Regions from separate parts of the Mus musculus genome. Here region 2 is linked to region 1. Evidence: chromatin contacts called from public promoter capture Hi-C data. All regions are on one chromosome and are shown on one strand. The core of a region is the stretch at or near the end of the contact, and the rest is flanking DNA. Distances in the headings are between cores, read along the strand shown. Region 1 overlaps Abhd2 (abhydrolase domain containing 2). Region 2 holds the start of Polg (polymerase (DNA directed), gamma).

What was found. Promoter capture Hi-C pulls out the DNA fragments that hold promoters and counts their contacts.
Region 2: a contact with region 1 is called in a promoter capture Hi-C map of liver. The contact joins the promoter of Polg here to the enhancer-like site in region 1. A contact is called at or near these places in 4 of 39 promoter capture datasets (embryonic stem cells, hippocampal neurons, liver and 1 more), 1 of 115 datasets of contacts at active chromatin or transcription factors (embryonic stem cells) and 1 of 9 other capture datasets (adipose tissue).

What each region holds. Positions count from the first base shown.
Region 1 is chr7:79,345,150-79,347,970 of GRCm38.p6, reverse strand. The region is part of intron 5 of Abhd2 (abhydrolase domain containing 2); the gene reads right to left. Gm24224 (a long non-coding RNA gene) reads left to right here. Exons shown (of 4, transcript XR_003946649.1): 3 at 2,690-2,816. Among named protein-coding and RNA genes, the nearest start is that of Gm24224, 7.3 kb to the left of the region's middle. Within about 2 kb of position 1,275, at least 27 of the 459 cell types and tissues checked have an H3K27ac peak or open chromatin away from gene starts, as enhancers often do. A contact at or near this core is called in liver, where this site is marked.
Region 2 is chr7:79,464,825-79,467,524 of GRCm38.p6, reverse strand. Polg (polymerase (DNA directed), gamma) reads left to right here and starts at 1,252. Exons shown (of 23, transcript NM_017462.3): 1 at 1,252-1,455; 2 at 2,154-2,700. The coding sequence starts at 2,314. n-TRtcg5 (a tRNA gene) reads right to left here and starts at 1,106; the gene lies at 1,034-1,106.

The DNA.
Region 1 (2,821 bases), core at 26-2,525:
GTTAGATGCTCCTGGGCATCCAAACAGATTTTCAGGGCGAGCGTTAAGCAGCTATGTTCATGCACAGACAGATATAAATACCAGCAAGAGTTAAGCCCTTTGAGGATTGATTAGCTTCTTAGCTACAAATTGGGGCGCTCTACCCCTGTGTACAATGATTCATGGTGTGAAGAGCCCAGAGGATGTTATTTACCGGACCTTCTTGACAACTCTGGGGACAGAACGAAGATGAACCCCAAGTCTACAGGGACACCCAGGATGCTCTGCAGGGTTCAGACAAATGTTCTTAGTGACACAGGGATACGGTGGCAAGGGAGGACAACTCATTCTGAAACCCTCAGAGGGGCCGTGTGAATGGAGAGGGTGTTTACGCCTGGTCTGCCTAGCGGGGATGCTCTCAGCCACTGTCCCCTGGGAAGCTGTCAGAGCCTAGCTATACCTCTGTAGCTCTGCTGAGACAGAGATGCTGGGGGGCATGCAGAGGCGAAGGATTCAGCACATTCTAATAGCAAGCCCAGACGTCAGGGAGCCAACCTAAGAGTAAAACTTAGCAGGGCAACTGCTGGAGGCTGGCAGAAGCACATACCACATACACCAGTAGGGGGAAGGGTTTGCAGTGGGAACGGGAGCTGCTGTCCTGCAGCCACGGACTCACAAGTCTGAGACCAGACTTGGCTTTAAACAGTAAAGCCCAGCTGGCTTTAAACAGTAGCTTCCAGAATTGGAACACCACTTTTAGAGCCTAGAACAACTCCCTTCTATCTGTCTGTGCTGGTTTGATACAAACTGGAGTCACGTGGGAAGAGGGAACCCGAACTGAGATGACGTCTCCACCAGACTGGGCTGCAGGCAAGTCTGAGGGGCTCACTCTTTCTTTTTCTTAGATTTATTTATTTTTATGTATATGAGTACACTGTTGCTGTCTTCAGACACACCATAGGGCATGGTTGTGAGCCACCATGTAGTTGCTGGGAATTGAACTCAGGTCCTCTGGAAGAGCAGCCAGTGCTTTTAATGGCTGAGCCATCTCTCTAACCCCTCACTCCACCTTTCTGATTAATGGCTGATGTGTGAGGGCCCGGCCCACTGTGGGCGGGGCTACCCCTGGGCAGCTGAGTGAGGTCTGAAGAGCACAGCATCCCTTTTGGCCTCTGCTTCAGCTTCTGGATCCAGGTTCCTATTTGAGTTCCTGTCTTGGTTTCTCTCAGTGACGGACCGTGACCTGGCAGTTACGAGGTGAAATAAGTCCCTTCCTCCCCCAAGTTACTTTTGGTCATAGTGTTCAGTCATTACGACACATCTACTGTTTGCATTTTTTTCCCTTGGCCGTGTGTGTGTGTGTGTGTGTGTGTGTGTGTGTATGTGTGTGTGTGTCTCATATATCCAAGCCCGCTGGCAGAATATCTGGGGATGGGGCCTAAAGGGCATGGCTATTCTTTAGAGGGTCCCCTGGGTGCTCATGTACCACTAGGCCTAGGAACTACTTTCTCTAAAGAAGAAGGATTCTGTCTGGGTATCATAGCTCACTCCTGCCATCTTAGAATTTGGGAGACTGAGGCAGGTTTGTAGGCTAGCTGGCAAGACCTTGTCTTGAGACAGAAAAAAATAAAATAAAGCAGGCCTGGTGGTACACCTCTGTAACCCAGCACTCTGGGTGCAGTTTGGGATAGAAGACAGCCCGATTTCCAGGCTAGCCATAGCAAGACACCATCTCACACAACAAACAACAACAACAACAAAGTTACCTGCTCTGAACTATAAGAGAAAGGACTTTTTAAGTTGCACTCCCGTATGTCTCTGGGTTATCTCTTACCAGAGCTCCTTCCCTTTCTACATGCAGTAAGCACTCTGAACAGATGGGGGCGCTGCTCAGCCTTTTAGAAGTATCTAAAGTAAAGCAACTTTCCACACTGCCTTAATGCAAGGTTTTCTCAGGGTCCACGTCAGGGTCACAGTAGCTGGCCACTCCATCCAACACCTAAAGAGAACAAACAGCTTCCCTCTCCTGTTCCCTTCCCACTTCCTTCCTTCCTAGCCCAGGCTGGCCAGGAATTCACTAGGTAGCCCAAGCTATCTCTAACTTGTGACAACCCTCCTGCCTCAGTCTCCCAACGGCGGGGGTGGGGGTGGAGTAGAGTGGGGGGGCCTATTACAGGTATGAGCTACCACACCCGGCTTCAGAATCAAACTTTAAATATGCACAGTTGCTTTGTGCTAATGCTCCTTTATGAAGAGGGGACTGAAAAACCTGCTTGCAGGTTATTATCACAGCAAAAACCCGGGTTTGGGCTCAGTGGTAGAAGCGCTTGCTTGGTATGTACGTGGCTCTAGGTCTCATTCTTCAGAAGAGGCGTTGCGAGAGGGGTGTGCTGGTACAGTGGGCACTGTGTGGTTGGTCCAAATGCTTGTCCGTGGTCCCTTGGCCCAAACCTACTCACTCAGGAGCTCCAGAGGCAGGGGTCACACAGAGAGCCTCAGGGTCTACATTTCCAATGTGGTGTCAGGAGACATTCACACTGTTGGTCTAGTGACCCACTTTGACAATGATCATCTTAGTTGATAGCGAAGGTAGATGGAAGCCTCAATTTTGTTTCTTTGGTTTTTAGAAGGCTTGTGGAAAAGATGGTCTGCACTATTCCTAGGTTAAGGACATTGGAAAATAACGAGCGTTGTTTTTTGTTCGTATCAGGAAAGACCATCAAGTTTGCCAGTTCTCCAGGACTGGGGAAGTCACAGACAACGGGCTTGCAGGCACGTTCCCTGTAAATAACTGCATGACCGTGCACAGTGGAACAGAGACCTTGGACTGCACTGTGGTAAC
Region 2 (2,700 bases), core at 3-2,502, 120 kb before region 1:
GGTTTGTGTGTGTATATATATAAAACTGATAACCAACCAATCAAACAAACAAAAATCACTTTATGTCTATTAAGTACATCTAGAAAAATGTATAAGAATGTCTCAGCTGGAGAGCTAGATTGTGGATATTTGTAGTTCAAGCACTGAGGCGGGAGGGCAGCCAGGGCTACCGCGTAAGTTCTAAGTTACAATGTGAGACCTCATCGTTAAAAACAAACAAACAAGCAAACAGGCCGACAGACAGACAGACAAAAGAGGGGGAAGAAACTAAGAAAAGGAGAAAGGAGAAGGGTTCTGTATGAGTCCCTGCCGCTGCTAGTGACAGGAAAAGCGGATAGAGGAGCGACTCCTGAAAAAAGTCAAAGACCCTCTCTCCTGTACACAGTTCTCAGCGTCCGGGTGGTCTCGCTGGTTGGAAGTGGGGGCTGCCGTTCAGCGCGGTCCGAATTTTTTCCCTAATCAGCTGCTTGTGCCCCCTAGTCTGCCTGAAGCAATCCTGATCTTTTCTTTCCTCGTACGGGACTCTCGACTTGAATCCCTGGGTCCCAGTTATTCACCCAGGCCATATTCGCCTGACCCTTTGCAGCTGACCCTCTACGGAGAGCTGGGAGCAGAAACAACCGGAGCAACGGGAGGTGGACCCAGAGATTGACAGATCTCTGAAGCGGGACGTGCTTCAGCTGTGCCCGGTGGGCGCGACCAATCGGACTCAACAGCATCAACCCCCAGCATCATTGTCCGGGATAGGAGGGAGGAGACTCCATCGAGGCTTAGCCTTTGCGGTCCATAGGTGACAAATCTAGACTTCGGACGGCACGTGCTCCGTTTGCTCCACTCTCCATCCGGGACAAGGCTCTCGACCGCTGTCACCGTTTAAGCAATGTGTCACCCTGACAGTTGTTTGCTCAGATCCTTGAGTTCCAAGAATTAAGTTTAGACTAGAAGTTGGTCATAACCACTACGGTCAATTTCGCTTTATTTCCAAAGGGAATCTTGGGATTAACAAACTGACAGATAAAAACAACATACAAGTCGACCGCGGCAGGACTCGAACCTGCAATCTTCTGATCCGAAGTCAGACGCCTTATCCATTAGGCCACGCGGCCGCCAGCGAGAAGGTGCCTTTACTTAGCTTAAAGCGTGTAGCCGCCTTCAGGCTCGCGTCAGACTGGTCTATCTTTTCCGTGGGGAGGGAAGTAGCGGAGGACCTCACCCGGAAGTCCCTCTGCACCCCCGCGGGCGGGCGGCTCCATTGGCGGCGCTCTTATTGGACGCTCGGGGGAGTCTCCCGCCTGCCTCTGGGTAGCCGCGGGACCCAGTTCGCGCAGACGGGAAGTTGCGGCTGCTCCCGAGACCGCACGCCACCCTGAGGCTGCGTGGGCCGCGCGCCGCGGACGCCGCGTCGTCGCCGGGGCTGTGGGCTGCCGCAGAACGGGAAGCGCGAAGCGGACCGAGGTTTCCGGCGGGCTCGGCAGGGGGAGGGCCGGGCGCGGCTGCTCCCTCTCCACTCGGGAAGCCGGGCCGGGAGCAGGGCGGCGGCTGCGGCGGGGACCCTGTGTCCCGGCGTGCGGGGGTGGCCGCCGACGCCCCGACCAGGGCGCCCTAGGCCCGCCCGGGTGTGGGTGCGGACCCCGAGGCTGTGGCTCGTTCGGCGGGTTTCGAAGTTGGGGCGCTAGGCCCTCGGGCCGCCGGCGGGGTGGGACTGGCAACTGCTGTCTGCCGAGCGCCTACTGGGGTTAGGGCCACTCGACGAGCGCGCCCTCTGCCACTCTTACAGCAGTGGCCCGTGGCTCTAGAGTTCTTAACCCCATTTTACAGAGGAGGAGGTCGGGGCCTAAGGAGCTGGGCCAAGGTCACGCAGTTGGAGAGCCAGAACCCTGGTCTGTCTGCGTCTCCCCATTTCAGCATCTCCAGCGGCTTCTCCCAAGTTAACTGCCGAGCCGGTGTGGCCCTGTCCTCGGGAGGGGGCAGTGCCATTTCTTAAGGTTGTTGGAGGCGTAACAGAAAAATGTCCCTACTCCGCTCTGGCCTTTTGGCTAAGATCAAGTGGAGAAAATGCTTGTTTGGCACGCAGCAGATGTTTGTTGCGGGATAAGCGGTTTGTTCAAGTCCGTGACACTTGTAATAACACTTTTATCGTCTGTCTCCTTTAGGACTTGTGTGAGGAAGGCAGGCATGGTGAGACCTATTTCACTGACAGGAGCACAGAGAGGGGACGCGTCTCTCTCTGAGTCTTTCGGCCACTAAAAGCAGTCAAGCTGGAGCCCAAAGCCCGGTGCCCCGACTCACAGCGGGGGGCTCCCTGCACCAACCATGAGCCGCCTGCTCTGGAAGAAGGTGGCTGGCGCCAAGGTCGCCTCAGGGCCAGTACCAGCAACCGCGCGCTGGGTCTCCAGCTCCGTCCTCGACCCCGTCCCCAGCGACGGGCGGCCGCCGTCGCAAATGCCCTCCTCCGAGAATGGGCAGCTGCGGCTCAACCCTCTGCTCATCCAGATGTTGTCGAGAGGCCTGCACGAGCAGATCTTCGGGTGCGGCGGGGAAATGCCCGACGAGGCCGCGGTGCAGCGCAGCGTAGAGCACCTGCAGAAGCACGGGCTCTGGGGGCAGCCGGCCACGCCCTTGCCAGACGTGGAGCTGCGCCTGCCCCGGCTCTTCGGGGGCAACCTGGACCAGCACTTCCGCCTCCTGGCCCAGAAGCAG